2 separate regions of the Anas platyrhynchos genome follow, and region 1 is linked to region 2. A link is a contact called in public Hi-C data. All regions are on one chromosome and are shown on one strand. Each heading gives the region's core, a stretch centred on a gene start, on an enhancer-like site or on the middle of the called end of the contact. The rest is flanking DNA. Distances are from core to core; before and after follow the strand shown. Region 1 has its middle 47 kb from the start of HEMK2. Region 2 holds the start of ADAMTS1 (ADAM metallopeptidase with thrombospondin type 1 motif 1).

Region 1 (6,895 bases), core at 1,213-3,712, 960 kb after region 2:
AATGAAGGCAAATAGACAACCTCTGCGTCAAGAGAGGAGAAGCATGCAGGTGGAGGGAGGTGATATGAGGCCCCACCTGGAGTACTGCATCCAGGTCTGGGGCTCCCAGCACAAGAAGGATGTGGAGCTGTTAGAGAGGGTCCAGAGGAGGACTACAAAGGTGATCATAGTGCTGGATTGCTTCTTCCATGAAGACAGGCTGAGAGAGCTGGGGTTGTTCATCCTGGAGAAAAGACTCTGGGAAGGCCTCACTGCAACTTTTCAATACTTAAAGGTGGCTTATGAAAAGGATGAAGAACAACCTTTTACTCAGGTAGATAATGATAGAACAAGGGGGAATTGTTTTAAACTAAAAGAAGAGAGATTTAGATTAGATGTTAGTAGAAAATGCTTTACTCAGAGAGTGGCAGGACACTGGAACAGGTGGCCCAAAAAAATTATGGATGCCCCATCCATGAAAGTGTTCAAAGCCAGGCTGGATGGGGCTTTGGGCAGCCTGGTGTAGTGGGAGGTGTCCCCTGCCCATAACAGGGGGGTTGGAACAGGATGGTCTTTAAGGTCCCTTCCAATCCAAGCCATTCAGTGATTCTATGATAAATTCTCTGTGGAAAAATGCAGACATCCCTACAGAAGTATCTTAATTTGCGTGAGACAGAGAAGTGACTCTGGTAGCTTATTAGAGTTGAAAAATAACATTATAATTGTTGGAATTGTCTCTGATCATATTTTCATCATTACAAATATTTCCAAGCACTCCAGAAGAAAAACTAAACAAGTTGTTCCCATTCTAAAATTATTTAGAATAAAAATTTAATGAAGTTATCACCACTGGAAAACCATTTCACTATTTCTACTTGAGCATATAGAGTAATGACAGCATTGGTAGTGGAAAAACCAAGTTCCCCAACCTGTTCTTTATTTAAAAGCTTTTTGATATTTGACTTAAGATGTTTGCATGTGATGACTGAATAGAACAGTTCCAACACAAATTCCTGTCAGACTTTGCCTGACTCCTCATGTCAATTACCGGACTCCATATCTAGCTCATATCTGCTATCCTAAGGTGGTGGGACTAGTGGCTTCAGGTTAAGCAGATCAATTAGAGTCTTCCTCTTTTTAAAAATCTGTTAAATCAGTCTAATTTCTTCAAAATTATGAGCTGAATGAGGTACCGAGAAGAAAGAAGGCCAGTCACTACCTGCCAGAAAAGAAACACACACACACAAAAAAAAAAAAGTTTTGGTGACAATTTTGATAGAAAGAGAAGAGCTTTCTGGCACAAAGAAGAAAAAGCATTTTGGGAAAAGGGAGCAGGGTAGCAGCTAAACAACACACAAGTTACATATTCATGTGCATCACTAGAGGTTAGGTGAGGTGCCTAAAGTATACATTTGAATACCCCACACTTTACAAGAGATGAGTGGAACTGGGGAAATGTTTGGTTCAAACCCATACAGACAGAGGCAACAGAAGACCACTTTATACCAAATGAATGGAATACCTTTTATAGATTCTTTCCAGCTTCAGTTCATATCTTTAATTAGTTTGCAATGCTAAAGACAATCAAAGGCATCTGCATCTTGTAATCAGTCCAAAATTTGTAGTATTTTTCCTGGTGTGTTTTATCACTTGGACAATCTGCTTGTATCTTACCTATTTCTTTCATGTACTATATATACAATTTATGTAAAAGCTCATTTTCCTAACCCTATGTGTATATTTTTACTGTAAACTCTCTCTTATATAAAGACCATCTATGCCTTGCCAAATACATTTTCTTGAGCTGTTTCTTAAAGAAAAAAAAAACGTTTATCTTGAGTAAGTCTGTAAGCATAGCTGTATGTGTGCTTTCCAACCTGTAAAAACCTGAAGACAACACATTACTGTACAGGTATAATTAAGAAGTTGTCCTTTCCTCACAATGGAAAGCTGACACTATGCAAAGATTCAGTGCTCATTTGCTTTTTGTTCCAACATTCAAAACAGCAACCCTGGGAGAAGTGGAGATTGAATAGCCTGAATAGTGGGAAGGAAAACATGATCTTTTTCACCCACCCAGTCATTGGTCTGAGTCCAGGTATCGGCAGCAGTAATCCAATGCCATCTAGTAGCTATGTCGAAATCTGTGTGTCATGAATTAGTGGCCACCTGCCAGGCACTGATTAGGCATCGCTAACCGGTGGTCCCTGAAGGACAAAGTGATGGCACATTGATGGGGAAACGTGAGAAGCTTGTTTAACTGCTGCCTGGACTGGACCGGCTCTGTGGGTAAACAGCGGACTTCACACTCACAGACTTAAGTTTGGATCTTCTCACAAGTAGGCATTTTTTCAGATGTAGTAGTCAATGTCAATGTTTGTTTGTTTTTTACCTTGACTATTGTCTAACAATGCCTAATGTCTAAACACTACACTTCTCTCTGTTATCTAGCATATGGATCAGGGTGAGTTTAAAGGCACACCCATGACCCACCCACAGCACAGCCTTCCCAGCTCTATCCCAGAGCTGAGTGTAACTCTGACTCTGACTTGGCTTCTGAATTAGACTAAAATAACCAAACAGACGTGCATTTCAACCTGTCACACATCCAAGGACACATGCATGTGTTGTTTGACTGCCTCAGTAAAGTTTACATCAATGCTGTCAACCACTCCTGGGGAGACAGGCAGGCTCCTCTATCTGCACTTTATCAAGAGGAAGAATTTAAGATCTGGACCTACAGGAACTCAAAAATAAATGGATGTTAAGTGCCTCCTGCTTGTGAAAATCATGCCTGAGGCTTTTTCCACATCTCCCACCCTGGCTGTATCTGTGTGAGGTGAAAGTACTCCTGTCCCCAGCTGCTCTCCTTTTCCCCTTGCCAAAAGCTAACACCTGCCCAGGTCTACCCAAATAACTGCACATGTAACTTCCCCCTCACACAGCTCAAGGAAAGTGGTATGGGCTAGCCCAGACTTGCTGTCTTATGATCAAGGAAATCAACTGAAAGTGTGATTATCCTGGCAGAGCTGAGGTGATGGAGGGGACATGGGGCACTTGAAAGGGGCCCCTCAGCACAACTGCCTCCAGCTACCTGCCCAGAGCTCTACTGAGAAACATCTTTGAGGTCTGTGGGCAAAGATGCTACTGTAACACCCACAGCAAACCTGCCTGGGGAAGGGCATCCTCTTCCTCCTCTGTCCTGCTCCTAGGATGCCCCAGCCAAAGTGCTTAACCTCACTCCAGCTCCCTGCCGCAGGGCCAGAAAGGAGAATGTAGAAGAGCACTGGATGTAAGCCCAGCTCTCCTACATCCCAGGCTGATGTCCCTCCTTCTGCTTGTAGCAGAAAGAGGCGAAGGAGAAACCTACTGATCTGCTGCTAATCTTAGAAGAGCCTCATCCAAACCACACAATACTGGCTTCCACTTCACAACAATCTTCCAGCCCAGTGAAAGCAAGTCTTCTCCAAGCACCATTTACAGTCAAAAAATATGTGGTTTCTTGTAGGTGGAGGCACAGTCAGTGCTTGGCTCGCCACACGAGGTTTCTGGTCTTCCTAAGCATTTGCAGTAAGCACCTCAGGAAATGGAGAGCACCTGGTATTAATGATGTAACCTCACTGACAGAGGAAGACACACATGCACACAGACACAAAAACATTTATAGAGGGTGTAGGTTCTCCTTTGTAGTTTCTCAGTCTTTCATTTCAAGCATGGCAGTAGCTATGGTGTATCATCCTGCTTGCAGTGGCAAAACATCTGAAACCACACACAGATTCTTGCACAAAAAGTGAATTTATCTCTTGTGGCCTGTCTCATTAGAAACAAATAATAAGTACTCCAAGGCTTCTGCAGCTCCTACAGCCCTCCTTGAAGAGCCTTGCTTTCTACTACAGATCAAGTGAACTGCCTTGTTCAAAGGTCACGGGGGAAGTCTGTAAAAGAACGGGAATTCAAATTCAGCTCGCTCAAATCCCAAAATGACTATAACTCTGTAATTAATTTTTTCTATGTAGCAAAAATGTTATGCATCTTATTTTATTATTTGGAAGTAGGGCCTTCTGGTTTTTATATTTCATCATAGGCATCAGCTCCATAAATACTTTCTGCATGGGACTAATCCTACGCAGTGTCTCAAGTCAGACTACTAAAACACATGTCTGCAAGATCAGGACCTAGACTTGTTTTCAGTCATTCTTGTAAGGTATGATTTAGGTTCAGAACAGCTAAGCCACATCTCAGAAGGCTTTAGGAGGAAACCTAAAGGTTTGCCAGAACCTGAGCACATATCTGTTCTCTGTTCTTTTCAAAATCTCCCAACAAGCTCTATTAAAGCAATGTATATTAGCTCCACTGAATTGGGTGACTATCACAAGAAACACAAATGTATGATCAGCGATATCACAAAGTGCTAATTTAAAAAAAATATATATATAAATTCTGCTTTACATCTGCTACTAAACTATGTCACTCTTTAGTTGTTATCACTTGTTATGCTTGCTGGAATAAACTTAGAAGGAGGATGGTCATGTGATGGCAAGTTATCTGCAATTCAGTCAATAGAGTGAGCACACAACAGCAAACCTTGATTACTGCACCAAGTTTCACCATAAATAATGAAGAGTGAATAACTCACCTAAAAAAAAAAAAGGCAAACTGGATTAAAACCGAGCAATTTTAAGGATGATTTTTTAAATCAAGCCTCTAAAGAGATATTCGCGGTCCTTTACTGCCATCTACAGCCTCCTGGTAACAGTGGGGTTTCTAAACCAGCAGGCACATGTGAATCTTAGTAAGACATGATCCCCTTAAATGTTAGCAGGGTTCTGTGGCCATCAGATATTTTTTCCACAAATAATATGATAAGAAAAAAGATCAAAATATTACTCCTTTTGAGTCTAATATTCATGCTTTTTCCAGTCTATTGTGCTTTCTGTCTCGCCTCTCTGTTGTCTTTGCTAATGGAAGATGCATGTCAGACCCAAAGCAATTTGATATGCTAGAAAATGTTTAATATGCTGATAAAGGAGAGTGGTTTAAAAATTGCTACATACTGAATGTGTCTTTTTTGCATACTGATTTTTTTTATAATTATGTGCCGTTATAGTCACAGCATTGAAACTGAGTTTTGATAGAATATATCCCTTAATATCTATTACTAAAAAAAAAAAAAAAAAAAAAAAAAAAAAAAGTGCAAACATTTTCTTGTATGCAAAAGTTTTTTGGACCCTAAAAACATGTTATAATACACTTTTTCAGTGGTGATGCCCATCTCTAAGTGTGTTCTGCTCTGGGTTATGGAAACATATCAGCTCTAACTTCATTTGGTTATTTACCCATCAGGGTACAGAACATGCAGCGTGTACAAAGGTATGTCAGTTTAGCAAGCCACCACATACCAGTAATGAGCAACCACAACAAACCATGATCTTCCCTGAAACTTCTCCCATTCTGTGATATAAAACCACAGCCTGAATGGTCATTGAGTCTAACCTAGGTGTGTTGCAGGCAATACCTCTTGGCCATGAACTGCATCTCCTCAGACTGGGAATAATATAGTAAGCTGTGGCAACTAGTTCATGTGGTCAATCTCTTCAGCTCATTTAGAGTCAATCTAACATGGCTGAGGATTGTAAAGCAGAGAATTAACAGGGTTTGCAGGGTCAGAATCATGGCTAGACCAGGAGTGATCTAGGACAATCATAATGACTTTTCCTAGCCAAAGAAAAGGTCCAGGGTTAAGAAGAGAAAATAGACATAAAAATGTGGTTTTGGAAAGAATAGGCTGTTTTATAGCAATAAACTAAACTGAGAATAATAGTAATAAACTAAACCGAGTATATTCATTGGTTGTCAAAGAGCAAATAAGGCACTTCAGAACACCAGGTTCTGCCTTGAAGGCAGCAGCTCAAGCTCAGCAGCACCATTTATATTAATGTCTCTAAGACCTGCTGTAGCTCAAGTCAGAACTGCAAGAAACTGAGTGAGTGGCTTAACCTTGTTTCTGAATGTCTTGTCCCTCTGTTGCTCAGAGGTGACAGTCAGTCTGTAGATAGTGAACACAGCGTATGTGCCCACTTGCTCCTGAAAAATGAGTAGCAGAGCTGGGAACACCAAGCTGCTGTGGTATACAGCTGCCTGACCAGACCAACCTTTTCCAAATCAGTGGTATCACCCCTTCCTATAAAGCAGCAGTTCTTGGCTGCTGCTGCGTTCAGAAGTCAGCAGGGAGAGGAGCTGTGACTTGCTGTCCTGCACAGATGCTTTTCTTGAGCTGCTGTAGCACCATGCTCCTGCCTCTGCCCTGCTGCTTAGTGTGTTGAAAAACCACCCACACACCCTCCTGGGGACTCTTGCTTCTGGCACTAACCCCTGCTGTACAGCTAATATTCAAAGTAAATTGTTTCAGTGTTGCTAGTACAGTATAAGGACTTGGTGGGCTTTGGTCTGAAGTAAAGAATTAGCCTGAAAAGATCCATAATTTGAAGACACTTGTTCAAGATGATTAGCGTTTCTTGAAAGATTCAGCCTTGTCTCACTTGCAGAGTATGGGCCAGATCCTGTCTTCCAGACACTTGCAGCTATAGCCTTCTTGATGCAGCTGGGGAATAGCTACTGAGTCAGCTTTACCTTAAGAGCCAAATGCTTCTTCTAGTGTCTGGTCAAATCACAGTGCCTAATACTAGTTTCAGGAGTCTATTAAGAGGCATGGGTTGACCTAGAGGCATATCTGACACAGGCATGTGAACAGAAGAAACATCACATCAAGAAAATTGTCAAAAAGGTTTGCAAAACTGAGATCCAGCCCCAAAACTGCTGGGGTCAGGCACCCTGGCCTGAACACTTGCAGGTCTCTGGGTATAAATGGCAACAAAAAATATACATTTAATTGTTGGACCAAAGGTCTCTGGAAAAT
Region 2 (6,834 bases), core at 2,243-4,742:
ATAATGCTTCTTCTCAGTTTTATTCACACACTTGCCATTCATGCACCATTTCCCTTCTCCACAACTGGTGCCGTCCGCCCACGGGAAGTGTTTAGTTTGGCACACAAGCAGTCCTCCCGAAGTGCCGGTACACCACAACGTTGTGCACGTACTGGCTGCATCAGGGCAGTGCTTGGACTCATCTCCAAAAGTGAACTGGCACTGCCTGTTGGCATCGTACAATGTGCCAGGCAAGTCAGAAGGAAGCTGGATCGGTTTATGGGGCTTGTCCAACAAACACTCACCTGAAAAGGAAGAAAAAAGGGAAAAAAAAAAAAACAGACTCTGTCAGTGAGTTCATTTTCAGCAGGGAAAAATGTATTTGCATCTCTAGAACTACATTTGCATTGTAGCATAAGTCTTCAAGCCAATTTGTGCCACCATTTTTGTAAAGTTAAGGTCCTTCTAAAATCATTGGCAGCACATAAAAGGTTAACACTATTCTTTAGCAGAAAGCACTCCCTTAAAAGAAAAAAAAAAAAGCAAAGCAATAAAACACAAAACCATAAATTCCACATGAATGGAAAGCTTAATAATCTTACCATGACCATTATCCAAAAATGTTGTAATCATGTAGGCACTACACGGAGACCAAGGCTGGCTGCGATCCAGATTGGAAAGCATAGATGCCATCATGTGGAAATCCCGGCTTATTCCATTAATACCAGCACACTGCTTTGCATCGTCATGAGGCATGTTAAACACGTGGCCTTAAAAAAAAAAAGAAAAAAAGTTGGTGATTTTAGGAAGTCTGTCCTATGCATTACCAAGGCTATTGTATGTATAACTCTAGAGCTACTCAAAGCCTGGCCTTTAAATGCTGAAAGAATATCCTGATCTGAACGGTACCAAGTTTTAAGCAGATTACAGCGTATTCTCCCTCTCCTCACAGGCTTTTTTCCTGCAGCCACAGTCTAGCACACAGCTCTTGGATTTGCTTTCTGCAGCTCAACCCCACTCCACAGCAAAGCTCTGCCTCCTCCTGACTGTGCCAGGGGAGTGCAGGGGCCCCGTGCCCCGCAGGGCGAGCCGTCAGCAGGGCTGGGGAGCTCTGGGCTTTACGTCATCAAGCCAGCTTCAATTAATCAGCCGGAACCTCATTTCTAAGTTGCAAGTACCTAGCTCATGTGCTGTTGTAAAGGCAGCCTGTAAGCCGTCGTCTTCAATGATAGAGCAACTGCGGTTTAGATCACAAACTGTTCCCACATCGGCCATCCCAAGAGTATCACATGTCTTGGCACCGCAGAGGTCCTGTAAAAAAAAGGCAGTTTCATTATTAATCAGATCAGAGACTTAACCTTGGCAAGCAACATCCAACCCTGGCAGTTTGCCTTTACTTATGGAAAGAGCATAAATATTCAGCACTTCAATGGGTACGATGGCAAAAATCTGTCTTTGGAACATACACAAGGCTTACACGTAGAAGTAAAATGCATAATTTCCATACTAGCCCTGCTGGAAATATAAGGCAGAAGCACACTGCATATACCATGAGTTTCACCTGGGACAGCACAAACGGTAAAACAAACGGCTAAATAAAAAGGGACTCATTCCAACTGCAGCCTGCTCTGCTGAACCTGTGATGCCACAGGACTGCCTCTGAACACATTTTTGGGGGACTCCCAGCAGACAGAGCCTCTGGGGGTAAGGGGCAACGTGTGCAAGGGTCGGTTCAGCCTCCTTGTCCCTCACCTGCCTGGTGAAGAGGATTGCGGTGTCATAGTGCTCTGCGTGCCGGTCACTTGGCGGGTTGTGCTGCTTTTGCCAGCTGCAGAAGTTTCGCAAAGTCAAGGCAGCATTGGAAGAGATGTCAGGTCCCTTCCGCTCCTCGTAGATGACCATGATCTTCACCACCACCAGGCTGATGGAGTTGCGGATGCTGGGGTGCTTGTAGAGCTTGGCCGCCACGGAGAACAGCGTCAGGAGGTAGTGCTTCAGCCCGCTGCCGTGGAACTCAGCCATGGACTGGTCGGCCACCAGCATGGTCTCCACGTAGCGAGGGCTGGACACAAACCGCTTTTTCCTTTTGCTCCTCGTTTCTGCCTCTGGAAAGCGAGGGAGACAGGGGCAAAGCACACGTGAGCGGCACAGGGGATGGCCATACAACCCCACGCCGGGGAACCCGACACCCACCGGGACTCAGCACCCGACCTCGGGGCACCCTTAGCCGCGTTCCCCCCGAGGCGTGGCTGCGGCAGGCCCCGTCCCGTCCCCCCGTCGGGGCAGCCCCTCGCCCCCCTCGCTGCCGGCTACCTGCGGGCCCCTCCGGCTCCGGCTCCGGCTCCTCCGCCCCCGGCTCTGCCACGGCGCAGCGGGCGGCGGCTGCTGCTGGATCTCCCCGTCGGGTCCCTCGGCGGCGGCGGAGGAGGTGGACGCCGAGGCGGTGCCCGACGCCGGGGGCCGGCTGGATGAGGTACTGGCGGCCCCGCAGCGAGAAGGCTCCGCGCATCCCCGCGCACAGGCTGAGGGCGGCGGCGGAGCCCGGGTCCCGGTTGACGGTGCCGGAGTAGAAGCAGCGGGAGAGCTCGTCCCCCGACGGCGGAGAGGAGGGCGAGGGGGAGGGCGGCGGCCCCCCCAGGTACTGCAGGGTGAAGTCCGGGGCCAGGAAGCTGCTGTCGGGCTCCAGCTCCAGCGTCAGCCGCTCCCCGAAGGCGTCCAGGCGGAACCGCTCCCGGCCGCCGGCAGCGCCCAGGCGCCGCGGCCGCACCAGCGCCTGGCGGGCGGTGGCGGGGGGCTCGGCGCTGCACGGTCCCAGCGCCACCAGTACCGCCAGTAACACCGGCACCAGCACCCCCAGCGGGCGCCCCCCGGTCCTCATCGCGGCCGCCGGGCTCGGGGCGGGGAAGGCTGGTTGCTGCTGGCCTGGCGGAGCCTTTCTGCCTCGGTCGTTAATTTGTAAAAGGCGGAGAGCGAGATTTGCTTATATATATGTATTTTTCTTTTTTTTTTTTTTTTTGGGGGGGGGTGTTGGTTTTTGCGGGCGGTGGAGGCTTCTCTCCGCCGGCAGTCCCGCGATCACTGCAGAGGCGGCGGCGACTTCCCCATGGCAGCAGCGGGGAGGGAGCGAGGCAGGGTGTGCGAGGGGCAGCCCGGCCCCGCTCTCCGGCCGCCTCCCGGCCCCCTTCTCCTTCTCTCTGCTCCGCTCCGCGCCGCCGCTCCTCTTTTTCCCTGCCCTCCGAGCGGGGAGGAAGCTCCGGCGAGTCCCCTCCGGCAGCCCCGGGCCGGCCTCGGGTGCACTTCCACAGGGCGGATGCTGGGGGACGATCGCCGAGACACCCCCCTTCCCCGCGGAGAGGAGCGGGACGAGAAAGCAAAAAAGCAGGAAAAAAAATAAAAATAATTCAAAATAAAATAAAACAGCGAGCGGGCGGGCGGGCCCCTCCGCCCCGGGCCCTCCGCTGCGATCCGGGCGGCTCCGCCGAGCGGGCTGAGTGCGGCGGCCGGGGCCGGCGGCGGCCGCCCTTTATGGGGTTCTGCCGGGCCGCCCCCACCCCGCCGGGGCCCGCCGCCCCCCGCCGCGCCGCCCCCCGCCCCGGCCCGCTGAGCTCACTGCCTGCGTAAGGCGGCGGCGGCAGGCGGCCCCCGCCCCCGGCCCCCCCACCAGCCCCCGGCGGGGCGGGACGGGGCGCGGCGCGGCGAGGCGAGCAGCCACGGGGTCCCGGCCCCTTCCCCCGGCCCCTCTGCCCCTTCCCCCGCCGCTCGCCGTCAGCCCCGGCCCCCTCCGACGGCGGGGTGCCCCCTCCCATTGAGCCGCGGGTCGGGGGCGCGGCTTTTCCTATTATTCCCCCCCCCCCCCTTTCCCCTACACACACTCTTCACCCGCTCCCGGCCCTACTAGGCCGTGCACCTGTAGTTCTGGGAAATGGTTCGTGCTGTAAATCGCTTAAACAGAGGCGCGCACGTAGGGGCAGCCAGGGTTTTTCTTTCGGGCCGCGGTGGTACAGCTAATCCGCCGTGCGGCCTGAGCTGCGATGGGCACGGCTGCTTCCCCCTGCTGCGGAGGCCTTTTGGAGGCCGAGGGCAAAGAACTGGCGAGAAACAGTGTTAGATACAAGATACAAACACAAGTGCTGCTGCACCGATCAGTGACAATCCCCAAAATAAAATGCTTCAGCATCAGGTGATGCCGTGACTTAACACAAAGGTAAAACTCACAGGCTGATGACAGAACTAGCAAACGCACCATCCTTCTGACAGAAGCGAGCATTTCAATGGTTTCACACATCCACCATTCTCTTAGGAGCACCTGAATCTAAACCGAAGGGTTTTTGTCCTAACTCAACGTCAGATAAATGTGGAGCCGTATTTCAGTGTCAACTGCACAGGCCAATTATCTGTCAAGTTCAGATAACACATTTGTTTCCCACGGCGCTGTGTAAATCCTACATTTTTAGAAACATCCAACTTTTCAACTTCTGCAAAAAAAAGCACATGGATAGATGAACTGGATTTTCCAGTTACTTACTCCACAAAAGTGCTGTTGTCCCACACAACGATGAACAAAATCAAATGGGGGATTTTACTTGGGATACGGCAGCCAAAGCCTGTGCATTTTTAGCAGAGCCTTGGCTTTGAGAAACTGCAACTGCTGCCCATTAACAAGTTCGGGACAGAAATACGCGTTCAGTTTTAACAGAGGCCTGATTTTTCTCTCAAGACTTGGAGATGAGTGGTGATCTCTGAGATCCAGCAACGTACACCCAGCTGTACCATGCTTTTCCCAGGACAGGAGACATGACAGAGGTGTGGCCCACTCATGCTGCTAGTTTTGTGTTGCACACGATAGCAGTTATACGTGTTTTGAAGGTTTGGGGAATTATGAGCTTAGTAGTCTAGAAATATGGCATATAAAATGTAGAATTGAAAGGGAGGTCTTGTAACTTATTTTTGAGCTTCAGACTGAAAATTGTTATGCTTGCAAAGAGACCCATTAAAAGTACGGCAACCTCCAGCCTGTCACTGTATGGATACAGTGCATGCATCAGGAGGGACTAGAGCTGGGCCACTTCAGTGGCCACCAAGCCATCTACAGCTTTGTGACAATGTTTTGCTGGTCCTTTTTGATTGAAAAGCTCCGATTTAAAATCTCCCGACCACCTTAAAAGATTTTTTTTTGTGAGTAAAGTCTTCACCGTGTTCCACCAGGTGGCACTCTCTTATAAAAAATTCTCTTGGACAATGTTTTACGGTTCATCTCCCAGGTTTCCAGCTATGCTTTGGAAGAAACGCTTAAATTTCAGAACTCTTCTCAGGCCTTCTGTGGTTAGGACAGTTGGTTTAAAGCTTTTTATATAATGTCCAAGAAAGTGCTTTAGGAAAGTGGCAACCACTAAGCAATTGCCTTGTTCTTCTATTGCTGGATGTGCTGCTGTGAAAAGGCATGGAAACGATTTGCAGTAAGTGAGCATGGGTGAAGGAACATTTACAACTACAAGCAAAAGGTCTGGCTCTTAGCGGACATGTAGTGGCACTACACAGTGAGTGTAGTATTGCAAGTGCTTAAATCTACTTCTGCAAATAATTCTAATGTCTTTAGCTGCATTGTGCAAAACTAGGAAGCACGTGTATGCATATTTGCAATCCATATCATATCAAATCTGCAACCATATTATGTAGAAATGAAAATCCCTATTAAAATTATGATATTTAGAAAGCTAAACTTACCGAAAATTTGCAGAATTTCACTTAATGAGAGTAAAACCTAGAAAAGGCATAGAACATTTTTTAATAAATCGCTAGTGTTCTAGTGTTTCTCGGGAAAAATTCAAGAACTTGTAATGCAAAGATAGCCACCAGATGGAGCTAATAGATCATCGTATTTTAGTCAGCAGTGCGTTTTATTTTAAGTGGATTACCCATAAATGTTTACAGCATCGGAGCAATATTAACAATGGTGAAGTTTCAGTTTCTTTTCCAGTGTTTGTATAAGCTGCTGTTTCCAAAATTGAAAAAAAAAAGACTTTTTTTTCAGCCTTTTTGTTCAAATGCTGCAGAATGATAACAGGATAACAGCTTTAAAAAACTATAACAATTTAGTATTAAAACAGCAGATGGCACATTAGTCCCACTGAACAGAGGATGGGAGACAAAAAAAATGCTCAAAGGAACACTTCCAATAACCTTAATCCTTTTATTTTTTTCCCAGAAATTGATCTAATTTTGCAGAACTCTTGTCCCATCACTGCTGGTTACTACTGAAAGGCTCACCCATAAACAACACTTCTATTCCCCTTCTCAACACGGAGCTGTCTGAGAGGTTTGGCTTCGTGCAGAAAAAGTGAATCCATTGTCACTCAGGATGAATGGCTGTAGCGAACAAGATTATTTATGGATTTCTGATCTACTTTAATGTCTTTTGTGATATACAAAATTGCAAAGCTTATTACTCTTTTCCATTTATTATTGATTTTGATGTCATTAACACTTAATTTTTATTAAGCAGGATAACAAGATGTTAAAGTGGAATATGACAGAAAACTCTGATTTAATGACTTCAACTTGAATGACTAGTAGGAACTTTTTTTTTGGAGGGGAACTGTGATTCAATTTGGTTAACAGTTTTCCCATAGTTTCACCTTTTACATGAGCTAACAATCAAAGTTGCTGAAAAATACACGAATTTTGGGACCCACCAGATTTTATTCCTAAGTAGCTTATATTATAGGCCTGAATGCACTCAAAATGAAGAACTACCATTTCTTTCTGCTTTCCACTAGTAAGCTTTCATCAAAAACGAACCGAATGGGAACTTAGTGTACCTCTGGCTGCATGAGTCAATAATTTTATTATTCAGCA

Evidence for each region. Hi-C and Micro-C count contacts between places; a contact is called where the count stands out from the background.
Region 1: a Hi-C map of skeletal muscle shows a contact between it and region 2, with 3 times the contacts expected there. The contact joins the enhancer-like site here to the promoter of ADAMTS1 in region 2. A contact is called at or near these places in 2 of 8 Hi-C or Micro-C datasets (F1 follicle and skeletal muscle).

The regions. Positions count from the first base shown.
Region 1 is chr1:109,261,224-109,268,118 of IASCAAS_PekinDuck_T2T, forward strand. No RefSeq gene overlaps it. Among named protein-coding and RNA genes, the nearest start is that of HEMK2, 47 kb to the right of the region's middle. Within about 2 kb of position 2,463, at least 2 of the 8 cell types and tissues checked have an H3K27ac peak or open chromatin away from gene starts, as enhancers often do. A contact at or near this core is called in F1 follicle, where this site is marked.
Region 2 is chr1:108,301,465-108,308,298 of IASCAAS_PekinDuck_T2T, forward strand. ADAMTS1 (ADAM metallopeptidase with thrombospondin type 1 motif 1) reads right to left here and starts at 3,493. Exons shown (of 9, transcript XM_027449257.3): 1 at 2,293-3,493; 2 at 1,732-2,084; 3 at 1,158-1,290; 4 at 582-749; 5 at 1-284. The coding sequence starts at 2,857.